4 separate regions of the Danio rerio genome follow, and regions 1, 3 and 4 are each linked to region 2. A link is a contact called in public HiChIP or PLAC-seq and Micro-C data. All regions are on one chromosome and are shown on one strand. The core of a region is the stretch at or near the end of the contact, and the rest is flanking DNA. Distances in the headings are between cores, read along the strand shown. Region 1 overlaps fto (FTO alpha-ketoglutarate dependent dioxygenase). Region 2 has its middle 18 kb from the start of irx6a. Region 3 holds the start of irx3a (iroquois homeobox 3a). Region 4 overlaps LOC141375400 (a long non-coding RNA gene).

Region 1 (3,480 bases), core at 844-3,343, 770 kb before region 2:
GGAACCGGAGCACCCGGTTCACACACAGAACTTCACACAGAAATACCAACTGACTTGAACCAGGAAACCTTCTTGCTGTCAGGTGGCTGTGCTAACCACTGAGCCACCACTGAGTTTCACACTTCATGAATTAAATGTATTGTTTGAGTTTTTGCCAGAACAACAGTACCAGTCTGTCCAACTAGCAATAGACAGAAAAAAATTGGGAAAAAATTGGAAACGTTCATATTTTTTTGCAGTTCATTGTGATGTCTCCAGCGGTGTGGAGACAGGCTGCAGCTTTAACATGTTGACCTGTGCTGCTCTTTTAGGTGGAGTTTGAGTGGCTGAGGCAGTACTGGTTCCAGGGCCGGCGTTACGCTCGATTCTGCAGCTGGTGGACTAAACCCATGGAGCAGATGGAGAAAGATTGGAAGGAAATGGAGAGAATGGTAAGAGAGTTGGAGTGAGGCCTCCAGATTTTTCGCTCAGTTCAGCGTCTGACACACAGCTTGCCAGTCGCAGTGTTTGTTTATGAAATGTTTTGGCTAATTTGATTCTGCTTTCTGCTACCACTTGTAACCTCAGCGCTGTTTAACACATTTTACATTTATTTAAATCCGCAGTTCATGTGGTGAATGTGAAACAAGTGTGCAGGTTCTGTGTGTGGCCGTCCAGACGACAAGAATGAGGGAGGCAGACAAATATGTACATGAGAGATTAGAACATTTGAATATGTAGTTTCTTTTATGATCATTTTATGTATATATAATTGAAAAAATGAAAATCCTTATCTGGAATATTATTATTATTATTGCTGTTATTATTATTATTATTATTATTATTATTATTATTATTATTATTGTTATTATTAATATTATTATTGTTATTATTATTGTTATATTATTATTATTATTATTATTATTATTATTATTATTATTATTATTATTATTATTATTATTATTATTATTGTTATTATTATTTTTGTTATTATCATTTTTATTATTATTGTTATTATTATTATTATTATTATTTTTATTATTATTATTATTATTATTATTTATTACTTTTATTATTATTATTATTATTATTATTATAGTTATTATTACTGTTATTACAATTATTATTATTATTATTATTATAATTGTTATTATTATTATTTTTAATTACTTTTATTATTATTATTATTATTATTATTAATATTATCATTATTATTCATTCATTCATTTGCTTGTCGGCTTAGTCCCTTTATTAATCCGAGGTCGCCACAGCGGAATGAATTGCCAACTTATCCAGCAAGTTTTTACGTAATGGATGCCCTTCCAGCCGCAACCCATCTCTGGGAAACATCCACAAACACATGCACACACACTCATACACAGCGGCCAATTTAGCTTACCCAATTCACCTGTATTGCATGTCTTTGGACTGTGGGTGAAACCGGAGCACCCGGAGGAAACCCACACTAACACAGAGAGAACATACAAACTCCACACAGAAAGGCCAACTGAGCCGAGGTTCGACCCAGCGACACCCCCCCCCCATTAGCAGTTGTATTAGTTAACACGTTGTACTTTTCATCCTCATATTTTAGCTGCGGTTGCTTAATGTAAGGAATATAACACAGGTGCTGTCTTTGTGGTGTCTGGGAAAGTAACCTTGAGGTATGTACTGTAGATAAACCTATCAAATGACTTTTTCCACTGAGGTTGGGAGATGTGCAGCTTGATATTTTCCGTTGTGCATTTATAGATGGCTTAAATTAATCACATCGCTGCAGTTAAGAAATAAAATGTGATTTATTTAAACCACATAATATTGTAGCTTGTAATAATTACTGGTCAAAGTTATTTTCTGCAGCCTTTAATTCAATTAAAAAAGAAAACAAGAAGGGACAAGAAGTTGTTGTTCTCGTCATAAACCTTCTGACCGCACTTGACCTCTTTAAGCAGGTCAGCATCCAGGCTTTCAGTACTGGACACACACAGTGGTTATTTACATCTAGGCCATCACAGCTGATCAGAACTGTCTGTTTGACACGTGTTTGGTCTCTATGCCTGTGTTTGTGTTCTCAGTGCTAAAGGGTCTTTCAGTAGGGGGCACTGTTGTATCATCACAGTCTGCCTGTTTCTCACTGCCCGTTTCGCTCTTTGAGCAGTAATCACATCTAATGTGCTGCTGGGGCTAAAGACAGCCTCTTGAGTGTGTGTGAGTGTGTGTGTGTGTGTGTGTGTGTGTGTGTGTGTGTGTGTGTGTGTGTGTGTGTGTGTGTGTTTGTGTGTGTGTGTGTTTGTGTGTGTGTGAGAGAGAGAGAGAGAGAGAGAGAGAGAGAGAGAGAGAGAGAGAGAGAGAGAGAAAGAGAGAGAGAAGGGGTGAGACAGTCTCAGATGAGATACCAGTTTTCCTTCTGTTTCCAGAAACAGTTTAATAGTGCTGACATTCACCTGTGTAATAGGGTATATTTTAGTTTCTGTGTATAGCATTTAGTATATATATATATATATATATATATATATATATATATATATATATATATATATATATATATATATATATATATATATATATATATATATATATATATATATATTTATTTATTTATTTATTTATTTATTTATTATTATTATTTTTTTTTAGTAATTTTTTTGGTAAAATATTTATTAGTGACAAAAGTGGACACGCACAACAATAATCCAATATCGGTATAAATTATATAAATGTGTATGATTTCCCATTATCCTTTAAACAAGTTTTGCTAAGTTGTATTAAAATATTTTCAATGTAATACTTTGTGTATTATAATAATAATAATAATAATAACAAAAAATAAATAACAACAACTATTATTATTAGTATTATTTTTATTATTATTATTATATTTTTTTGTTGTTGTTTTACAAATGTTATTCAGAAGGCCGTCAGAACATTTCACAAATATAAGGACATTTTATGTTCACTGTTTTTAAAGTAGACACTATACTTACATTTACTATGCTTTTAAAGCATATTGTGTATTTTATTGTATATTGTACAATTAAGTTGCACCGAGACCATACAGTTGAAGTCTGAATTATTAATTCCCCTGTTAATCCCCCCCCAATTTCTGCTGAATGTAGAGAAGATTTCTTCAACATATTTTTAAACATAATAGTTTTTATAACTCATCTATAATAACTGATTTCTTTTATCTTTGCCATGATGACGGTAAATAATATTTGACTTGATATTTTTCAAGATACTAGTATTCTTAAAGGGCACTTTTAAGCCTTAACTAGGTTAATTAGGTTATCTAGGCAGGTTAGGGTAATTAGGCAAGGCAGGTTAGGGTAATTACGCAAGTTATAGTATAATGAGGTTTGTTCTATAGACTATCCAACAAATATATAGCTCAAAGGGGCTAATAATTTTGACCTTAAAATCTTTTTAAAAAAATTCAAAACTGCTTTTATCCTAGCTGATATAAAACTTTCTCCAGAAGACAAAATATTATTAGACTTACTT
Region 2 (3,357 bases), core at 206-2,705:
TACTGTTGGCATGACCCAGACTGTTCGATTATTGGACTATATTAACTATATATTAACTATATTTAAAATTCTGTCCGAGGCATATAATAAAGCCATCAGGCCTACTTTTGAAATGGCTGTTTTTGGAGTACTTGAACAAGATACAGTCAAGTCCAATAATTATCAAGATGCTTATGCCTCTTATGGCTCTGAGAAGTGACAAAAAAAAAAAAAAGTATAAAAACATATAATAATAACAGTTAAATAATTGTTGCTATTAGGTTAAAAAAATGTTTTGTTGTTGTTTTTTAGTAGTAGTAGTAATTTATTTATACATTTTATTTAGCAAAAATGCAAGCTGGCTTTTTTTTATTATTATATTAAACAATAATAAAATTTGAAATTAGTTGGTAATGCTTCCAGATTTATAAGAACATCCCAACAATGACTGAAGCCACAAAAATGAGACGATCCATTAAATAGAATAACCTATTTTGTCTGATTATCTTTGGGTGGCCGAAAAATTGGTGCACTCAAATATCAACAGACTTCTAGATTCCCTTTGCTGTGCATTCAATAAACAGTAAAAATCCAGAGCTTATTGTTATCAACATATTTTTTTTGCGATTCAATATAATATTGTTTATCGGTCCAGCTCTAATTTTATTAATATATTCTTTTTATTATTAGTATAGAATAGAAATAGTTATCTGCATTATTCAGTAATATAAATAAAAACAGCAAATAATCAAATATAATAATAATAATAATAATAACAACAACAACAATAATAATAGTAGCAATAATAATAATAATAATAACAATTATATATATATATATATATATATATATATATATATATATATATATATATATATATATATATATATATATATAGTATATATATTTATAATTAAAAATATTGGCAGAGATCAATTATTAAATAATTATATTATAATAATAAATACTGATAACATAAACTAATAAAAATGACCATTAAATAAAATTATTTATTATTACTGATGCAAGTACCATATTTGTATAAGTGACAACTATTATTATTATCATTATTACAATTTTTCTAAAGACCACAGACATTTCACACATACGACTCCATAAACGAGAACAATAAAAAATAATATTTCATACATCAATTATTCAAATACGTAATGTCCACAGACAGCGCAGTCTGAGTTTGAATGAGCCACACAGCAGTCCTTCATTTACATTCATTCATGAGCTCCACACCATCACACACAGCAGCGCTTTCAGAGACAAGGTCAGGGACCCTCGAGGGCTGCACTCCTCTGTGTGTTTGTGTGTATGTCTGTCTGTGTGTGTGTGAATCTGACTGCTTGTCACCCAAACATATTTGATCCTCGCTTTAATTATTTTGCCCCCTCCTCCCCATGATCATCTAGTGTCTGGCGGCCATGTTGGCTCTCCAGCAGGTCTGTGAGTGCAGCTGTCACTAGTGGAACTGCACTGACCTCTAGAGACCGAACTCTCCAGGCACAACATGGAGTTTCACTTCCCCTGACAACTCTGGCAGAGGCCCGTAAGAGTGACAGAGAGAGGAAAAACACACTCAGGTAAACTGCAGACCTGCTAGTCTCATTCATTTTCTTCACACACACACATACATACAGGAGTACACACACACACACACACACACACACACACACTTAAATCTCAGTGCACTGAAATTCACCCCTGGTCTAATACGTTTAGCATCCCTTTCACACCAATTATTGTTATCCACAGTTCATATGATATGCGTGTGTTCATGCATATTTATCTTTATAGTTTTTTATGATTTAAAACGAACAAAAATGACTTCATTTTCCTGACAGTTTTTTAGAAATAATGTTTTAAAGTGATAATTTACCCACGAAAGTAAATTTAATTAACCATTTACTCACCCTTGAGTGCCTCCAAACTGATATGTAGTGGTTTTTTTCTTTTTTTTTGGGTGAACATTCATACATTTTCTTGTCGTCTTAGTCCCTTTATTAATCCGGGGTCGCCACAGCGGAATGAACCGCCAACTTATCCAGCAAGTTTTTACGCAGCGGATGCCCTTCCAGCTGCAACCCATCTCTGGGAAACATCCACACACACATTCACACACACACACTCATACACTATGGACAATTTAGCCAATCCAATTCACCTTTACCACATGTTTTTGGACTGTGGGGGAAACCGGAGCACCCGGAGGAAACCCACGCGAAGGCAGTCGGGTGAACATAAAAGAAGACATTTCTAAAAAGTTCTGAAATCAATTTTATAGAATTACTAATAAAAAAATATACGGAAGTCAATGGCTACCAATTTCCAACAGTCTTCAAAAAAAAAATCTTCATTTGTGTTCAACAGATGAAAGAAAAACTCAAATAGGTTTGGAACATGTTTATTTGTCCAATAGGGTAACCATGTTAGTTTTCCTAAAACATGACAGTTATATAATTCCCATCCAACTTGAAAAAATATACAGTATGAGTCATGGAGAAAAGCTTCCCTCTAAAACAAAATATTTTCATACTAAATATTAATGTCAGCATGAGCCTGTTAAAATCTAAGAAATCCTGTAGTATTCTAGGAGAGATGCCAAAAAGAGTAAACATGACATATTTGGATTAGCAGGCTAATAGATATATACATGTCCATTTCCAGCCTTTTCCAACATGTAAACTCCTCCACTTGGCCCAGACAAATACCACATTTTTTAATTTTTTTTTAAAATGTTAAAGCAGTACTCCACTGTTATTATGAACCATTTTAATCAGTGTCTGCAACTAATTTTAAGTATTTAAAATTTATTTAAAGTGTACTTCATTATTTCAATGCACTTAATAATAACATAACGGTGGCTCAGTAGTTATCACTGTCACCTCTCAACAAAAAGGTTGCTGGTTCAATTCCCGGCTGGACCAGTTTCTGTGTGGAATTTGCATGTTCTCCACATGTCCACAACAGCCGCAGAGTGTATGTGTGTGTGTATGTGTGAATGAGAGCATGTATCGGTGTTTCCCAATACTGGGTTGCAACTGAAAGAGCATCCGCTGCATAAAACACATGACAGAATAGATGTCGGTTCGTTCTGCTGTGGTGACCACTAATAAATAAGGGACTAAGCCGAAGGAAAATGAATAAATGAAGGAATTCAATGATTCCATTGTCATTCAGTGTATGAGCAATGAAGATCAAAATAAAACAATAGTTTAAATCTAACCTTGTTAAATTGTATAAAATACTTACTAAAATGTATATAATAATTGATCATACTCAACTGATTCCTATTTAATGAACTCATAACCTTTGACTGAAAATTGTATAAAACCTAGTGGTGTTTGAAGGATGATGGCAAAGTATAAA
Region 3 (3,664 bases), core at 632-3,131, 540 kb before region 2:
GTCCCGTTCATCAGAGGAGATTTTCGTGGATTGTCTGGAGTTGTGGCGGTCTCTGCCAAAGACCAGATCTTAGGTTTTGGAGCCGGAGGTGGGTTGTTTTCTGAGGGCGGAGAGTTGATAATGGCCTGGTTGATTTTGACCGGTTCGCCGTTGGCCTGTTCTAAGCTGTTGTGGTGGAGGTGATGGTGATGACTGTGATGGTGAAAGTGCTCTGCGCGGTCGCCGTGAATTTCTTTACCGTCTTTCACCATCGCTTTGAACAATCTTTGCTCCGGCCCTTGTAAATCCTCATAGCCGTCTGAAATTTCTGAGTCACTCCTGCCATCCAGTTTCAAATCAGAATGCAGTTCGTCCTGCTCGTCTAAATCGTCCTTATTCTCAATATTCTCCGTGTCGATATTCTCCAAATCGATTTCCTCCTCGTCCTCGCGTTTGTCTCCGTCATCCCCCTCGTGATCGCTGTTGTAAACATTTCCTTCCTCGTCCGTGCGACTCCGTGGGGTCCAGGTCATCTTGTTCTCCTTCTTTAGCCTCCTCCTGGCATTAGCGAACCAGGTGGACACTTGAGTGAGGGTCATTTTAGTGATGATGGCCAGCATGATCTTCTCGCCTTTGGTAGGATATGGGTTTTTCCGGTGCTCGCTTAGCCAGGCCTTAAGCGTGCTGGTGCTCTCTCTGGTGGCATTTTTGGGTCTGGAAGGGTCTCCGAACTGGTACTGACCATATGGATAAAAAGCAGGATGATGATGAGCAAATCCAGGATGCTGGACGCCCGGGCTGTCCTTTAACTCGTACTGTGCTCCCTTAAAAACACAGAACATTGATTCAACATTAGTGCAATTCCCTATCACTATAATTGGCCTGACCTGGATGTATTGTTTAAGAATATGTTAATTCTGTAAATGATTTTGATTCTATGAGAGCAATTAAAAAGAAAAAAAAATAGATAAAAAACATTGGGCTTATGAACTGTATTAAATTATTTAATAACTTGTCAATGCATTTATATAAATTATTTCACACTGACAAGATATTGCATATATCCTATATTAAAATATCAACAATTAAATGCACGTATATACACACACACACACCACACACATGATATTTTAATATGCACATCTAAAGAAGTAGACTAATAAAATAGTATAGCTATTTTAATTGATTGCAATTCATTAACATCACAATAACACGCTTTTCGCTTATTTTTGTTTTGAACAGCTATTATTTATAACTTTTTAAAACTTTTTTGTCTTTACAAAACATAAAAAAAGCAAAGTTCACAATCATTTAGCAAAACAAGCAGTCGGTAACGACTAGTACAGAAACACGAATTGAAGGATTTTGTTAGGTATTAAGCCGTGGCATATATGTTAAACATGTTTTAAACAGTTAATTTTATTTGTGCAATTATAGTAAGATTAAAAAATTACACGAAAATAAAATGATTACTCACCAGTTGGTTGAAAATGGACAGATCATTTGAATAAGGAAGAAAAGCTCCATAGCTTTGTGCGGCTGCGAAAGGTGATCCGTACATAGTAGAGAGAACATTAGAGAGCGCCCCGGACGGGCTCAGGTCTGTCCCGGCTCGGGCACTGCCTATCCCCTGCCTGTCCTGCGAGTATATGGGTCGGATGTACTGATATCCCAGCTGTGGGAAAGACATTGTTGTGGAGAAAGTCTACTGGAGTCACAAAAAGCGGCGAATCGCCCTCTTGGTGCGCACCACGATATCCACTTTACAGTGAGTACAAAGTGTCAGGGAAGTCTATATTTCCTCCGAAAGAGCCAGTGTAAACGATCCGATTGCGCTTTCCTCCCTTACTTCCCTATTGATCTGAATGGACTAAGGTCAGGTCCTTACAGATTGCTTTAGATTATTGGAACTCCTTTTTGTGATTGACATTTTTAGTCGTTCAGAAGCTCCTCCTATTTCTCAAGTCTCACCCCCACTTACACAGCCTCTCTCTTTCTCTCTCTCTCCCTCCCTCCCTCTTTCTCTCCCCCTCTCTCTCTCTCCGCTCCTGCTCTCCGTCTGGATAAGTCCTCTGACGTCGCCATCTCTTATTTGAATGAGTTTCAAATCTCATTTTATGGCTCGCCAATCATTTCATTTGTTATTTGTTCGCGGCTTCAGCCCTTTCCCATTTTTTTGTTACTTCTCAAAAATGTTGATCCACAAAATGGTAAATATTTTATTCTTGAGTCATTAAGATCTAGTGAGATCTAGTGTTTTTCATTTAGTCGCGTCTTCTTCATGCATGTGAAACGAAAAACTTCAAAGTGTAAATCGGAGAGTTCAGACAGAATTTTGTTTGCGCTGACAAAATACTGAAGGAAAACCTTGTACTGTACGAAGAGCGTTTTTAGTTCATCTTACACGGAACAAGCCAGTCGAGGTCCTCTGACGCCTTTAGTGTGTGAACCATCAAAACATTGGCATTTTACCGTTCGCCTTCTGAGTAAGTTGACAACAAACGAAAAGCTTGAAGAGCAGCACATTTATTTTTTATGTACATATTCACTAAATTACAATTTAGTGTGGTGCATTTACATTTTAACTTAATATTATTACTACTCTTATTATTATTATTATTACTATTATTATTACTATTACTATTATTATGTCATGTAAGTAATACAGTTAAACTGTCAGTCTTCTGGGCGTTTTTGATGTATTAAATTATAATCGCAAATGTTTCAATTGCATTCATGTGTAAAATCTTCTGTTCTTAAAAAACATATTTTAAGCGATTAACCTACCGGATTACTCTACAGATCGACAGATATCCACTGAAAAGATCTGATATAATCCGCACCCTTCTGTAAATAATACGGATTAAAACAAGGACGATGATCACGATTGAAATTCCTTGAATCAATATATGAAAATATGCAGGAAACATCCATAATCGTATTATGCCTCTAGTCTAGTGTCATCATATGTCTGCTAATCGTCTTCCAAACAACGGCACCGATTAGTGCTTTAACGAGTTTCATTTATTTGAATATAGGATGACTAAATCTCAATTCAGTAATGAAAGATTAGGGCAAATCAACTTCGGTTTGGATTTACTGAAGTGGTTTCCAAGAACTTAATGTTCCTCTTAAATCTACCATCTGCTTTTAAAGAGATATTGTTAAGGCATCCCATAATATCTGGAATGGCATTTGTATTGGCTCTTCGCTTATTTAGGGACTCCCAGATTTCCATGTTCTCTTTACCACGTGCCTGCTGTTTTGACGTCTAACAATGCAGGAATACGGGGGTTATTAATTAGAACAGCAGTCTGATGCCATTCAGAGCGCATGGTAATAACTACATAACCGTCAATAACACCCACACGGACCTGCAGAGCTAACAAGAGCTCTTAGCCCACCCGGCTGACCCCACAGCACTGCGCCATCTGGGACAATGCAAAGTACAGCTAACGCTCTACGTTTCAAGCAGTCTGCTTTTCCTTTCAGTCATATTTCACGTTGATTTTACCTACACACATTGGCTGTTATTTTGATGCAAAGTAATTGCGCATTTGGTGAAGCATATAGGACGCACGGTGGAAAAGATAAGCGTGCGGCTGGTGTCCGCCCTGCAGCGCTCTGAGTTCGGATGGACACGTGTCTCATCCCGGGACCTGTCAGGGCCTCAAGGTTTGCCTCT
Region 4 (3,448 bases), core at 510-3,009, 940 kb before region 2:
GACCTGAGTTTGACACCTGTGTTTTAGAGGGTAGATAAAAAGTATCCTAGTAGGCCGAGTCAGACATTAGAATTATTGGTAATACAATATAGACCATTTTGATGGATGTAAACAAAAACAATGGTTCCAACATATTTTCTGTTTTACATTTTTAATTTCTATAGTTTCTGAGAATCCAAAAGGAGCCACATATTTATAAATAATGTTATGATAGCTATTTTAACATTAAGTTAGGATTGAATTGCCTCTTGTTACAGTTCTGAAATTGGCTAGTTTGATAACAAGCAGGAAATGTTCATGGGCCAATGACATGACTGCATTGAAATGGTATATGCTGCCTTTCGTGTCCAATGCTTGTACTATGGAAGCAGAAAATATAATATCTTCATAGGTTACATACCTACATACTGTTCATCATATTACTATTTGCATTTGACTCCAGTGACTACTAGGTTAGCCAGTATATTGCCTTGTTACTTTACCCACCCCGTAGATTTAGGCAACAGCAAATGTCCTAATGAAAAGACTTTGGTGTTCATACTTAAATTCTATTATTTTCTGTCTTGTGTTATACCTCAATAGATTTGTTAACTGTAGCCTAAGCAAGACTTGGTAATAAAACATGGCAACAGGGTGCTTGGAAATCTTGGCTACAGTAAAAAACAACAACAACAACAGTTTATTTAAATATGTCACAATGATACATGATTATTATTAGCTTTGCAGTTCCCTCAAAATGAATTCAAATATTCTGCTTAAACGTTTTATTATAGCCTACATTGTATGCATTTCTTTCTATTGAACACCTCTGTTCAAAGTTCAGCAGAAAGCAGTCCTACACTGGCTTCTATTAGCTTCATGCACAGACTTCTGTTGAAACACACGCAAAAGCATAATTCATAACACAAAACGAAATGAAAAGTTTTAAGTGAAACAATTTGCATCGGGATTGGATTAAATGTTAATTCGTTCCTAAACTAAGCTCCTAACAATCTACTCTCCTCCATTTTTTCCCTGTGATTATTTTTTCCACACGGATGCGCCCATTCATTAAACGAAAATTATAAACATAAAGGATATCTCGGTATTAATATTTCCTCTTTTTGTTAAAGCTCAATCAACCATAATGTCCTAATTTTTCTCTCCGAACCTCATTTCGCATTATCTCCCTAACCAAAGATGGGTGTCCCAAAAGGGATTTATTTCATTTATCGGGATTATTGAATTAAATTAAACTAGACACTTAACGCAGTAGGGGAACAGCGAGCTCGTCTACTTAAAGCTGCACTTAAGTGTGATTTAGGCAAAAGCAGTAGACTTTTTATTCGACGGGCATCTGCAGTCAACTGCTTTTGCCTAAATTATAACAATGGTCATCAGGAAAAAAGTGAGACGAGCTGAAGGTATGTTCGAAGGTAGGTAACGATTCGTGTAATTTTTCGTGTAACTTTAAATATCAGCAAGTCAACAAGAATATGAATTCAGAGAATTTTAAATTGAGCGTATTTTATAGCTTATTTGCAAAGAGCAAATAAAAAACAAGATACTGAATGTATAAAAAAATAATGTCACTAAAAATAAAATAAATTTCTAATAAAGTCTTGTGTTTCATAAAACACCCCTTTGAGAAAATTAGAAAACAAAATTAAATTCTTAATGAACTGAAAGCGTTTAATATATTCGCGGAGAAAAATACGTACCCGGCCTGGAGCCATTTAGCTCATGAACAGCAGGTGGCAGCCTTTCTCTATCATTCACTTTTCTCTCCTGGCGTGAACTTATAAACTCCTTCTCTGTGATGTTGCTTTTCCCCCCAAGCCTCAGAGCTCATGCCTGTGAAACGACTCCCTATTAAATGATTTTAAAAGGCAGCACCACGGTTATAACCATCATCTCCCCAAAGCTGATGCCACACACAACACCATGTGGCGGCTGCCGCAAACAAAGGCATGGCACTTTTCTCCCCGATCGCCACGGTTACAGCCCCAGTCCTGCCAGAGGCAATTACAGCCCAAACCAAGTGTGAGGTCGGAGAAAACCAATCACCGCTAATAAGATCAAGACCTAATGCCATACCACCCTCCAACACCTCTCTCTCTCTCTCCTACATTTCTTTCTGTGCTTCTTTTGGTGTGTTGTCGTGCATTGTGCTTGACCAAGAGCAAATAGCTATTTCACACACTCGAGAACTAAACTGCTGTTTTCACTTTAGATTTGCAGTAAATATCAATGACTATATTTATGTTCATTCAGTGAACCAAAACTTATAGTTTTGCTTCCCATGCATAGGATTTCATGATTCTGGGTCAAACATTGGCTATACGTCTAAAGAGATTTGACATTTGACATCCATAAACTGATATCCGGTTTATGTTATTAAATGAATAAATTTGTTTTTAATAGCAGGTTAGCATTACATACAGTGTGATCAGTGACGGCCAGGTTCTGAGCTTGACTGTTCCGATTCTTTATAGGGAACATTCAAAATATAATATGCGATCATATTCAGATTTAGTCAGACTCCCAAGCATGTTATCTTGAGCCGCTTTTTTTTTAGGCTGTCAGAAATATGCAGCCTGATCACAATGAAGTTCTTTTGACTCTACGGATTGCAGAACAAATGACAAGGCAAACAGTGAAGTTTGAATTTTTAAGTTTGACAATCTTTAGAGTGGATCAAAAACATATAGCAAAGCCATTTTAGTCAGATTCCCAAGCAAATTACTTTTACAAACTTGGTCTTGAATCAAAAACAAAAAGCCTGACCAGTAAAGTTTGGTATTCATTCTTTATAGCGAATCAAAAACATACAGTGAAATCAGTAAAATTTGATTCCCAAGCTTGGTTCTTCTGGTTTATTTTAGTCAAAAACATGCTGTGTGAACAGTGAAGTCATATATAATTGAAAAATATTTACAAGCTAGTTTAGTTTAGTTAGAGAAAATTCATACAGAGCGACCATCAAATCTTAAATCAGATCTTGACATTCAATTCTGTTTATTCATTCATTTTATTTCGGCTTAGTCCCTTTATTAATCTGGGGTCGCCACAGTGGAATGAACCGGCAACTTATTCAGCATATGTTTTATGCAGCAGTTGCTCTTCCAGCTGCAACCCATCTCTGGGAAACATCCATTCACACTCATACTTTACGGACAATTTAGGCAGCAATTCACATGTAACGCATGTCTTTGTACTGTGGGGAAAACCGGAGCAGGCGGAGGAAACCCACGCGAACGAGGGGAGAACATGCAAACTCCACACAGAAATGCCAACTGACCCAGCTGAGGCTCAAATCAGCGACCTTATTGCTGCGAGGCGACAGCACTACCTACTGCGCCACTGCATTGCCTCGATTCTGTTTAATGGTTTAGAAAAAAGGCAAACAGTAAGTGAAGTCTGATTTCCAAGCTTAGAACCTTATAGTACTTTATAGTCAGTTAAAAAA

The links. A called contact is a pair of places that touch in the nucleus more often than the background predicts. HiChIP or PLAC-seq counts read pairs in DNA pulled down with a chosen protein or histone mark.
Region 1: a contact with region 2 is called in a Micro-C map of caudal fin, with 4 times the contacts expected there. The contact joins two enhancer-like sites. A contact is called at or near these places in 2 of 18 Hi-C or Micro-C datasets (caudal fin and embryo) and 1 of 4 datasets of contacts at active chromatin or transcription factors (caudal fin).
Region 3: a contact with region 2 is called in an H3K4me3 HiChIP or PLAC-seq map of embryo, with 10 times the contacts expected there. The contact joins the promoter of irx3a here to the enhancer-like site in region 2. A contact is called at or near these places in 5 of 18 Hi-C or Micro-C datasets (caudal fin, embryo, hematopoietic stem cells and 1 more) and 2 of 4 datasets of contacts at active chromatin or transcription factors (caudal fin and embryo).
Region 4: a contact with region 2 is called in a Micro-C map of caudal fin, with 14 times the contacts expected there. The contact joins two enhancer-like sites. A contact is called at or near these places in 3 of 18 Hi-C or Micro-C datasets (caudal fin, fibroblasts and an unstated tissue) and 1 of 4 datasets of contacts at active chromatin or transcription factors (caudal fin).

What each region holds. Positions count from the first base shown.
Region 1 is chr7:36,378,569-36,382,048 of GRCz12tu, reverse strand. fto (FTO alpha-ketoglutarate dependent dioxygenase) reads left to right here. Exons shown (of 10, transcript XM_001345874.9): 7 at 312-431. Among named protein-coding and RNA genes, the nearest start is that of fto, 70 kb to the left of the region's middle. Within about 2 kb of position 2,093, at least 4 of the 62 cell types and tissues checked have an H3K27ac peak or open chromatin away from gene starts, as enhancers often do.
Region 2 is chr7:35,607,604-35,610,960 of GRCz12tu, reverse strand. No RefSeq gene overlaps it. Among named protein-coding and RNA genes, the nearest start is that of irx6a, 18 kb to the left of the region's middle. Within about 2 kb of position 1,455, at least 3 of the 62 cell types and tissues checked have an H3K27ac peak or open chromatin away from gene starts, as enhancers often do.
Region 3 is chr7:36,148,742-36,152,405 of GRCz12tu, reverse strand. It overlaps irx3a (iroquois homeobox 3a), which reads right to left and starts at 1,881. Exons shown (of 4, transcript NM_001320125.1): 1 at 1,457-1,881; 2 at 1-803. The coding sequence starts at 1,669. The region is part of intron 7 of LOC141375396 (a long non-coding RNA gene); the gene reads right to left.
Region 4 is chr7:36,547,237-36,550,684 of GRCz12tu, reverse strand. It overlaps LOC141375400 (a long non-coding RNA gene), which reads left to right. Exons shown (of 2, transcript XR_012383395.1): 2 at 1-1,165. Among named protein-coding and RNA genes, the nearest start is that of aktip, 17 kb to the left of the region's middle. Within about 2 kb of position 1,759, at least 5 of the 62 cell types and tissues checked have an H3K27ac peak or open chromatin away from gene starts, as enhancers often do.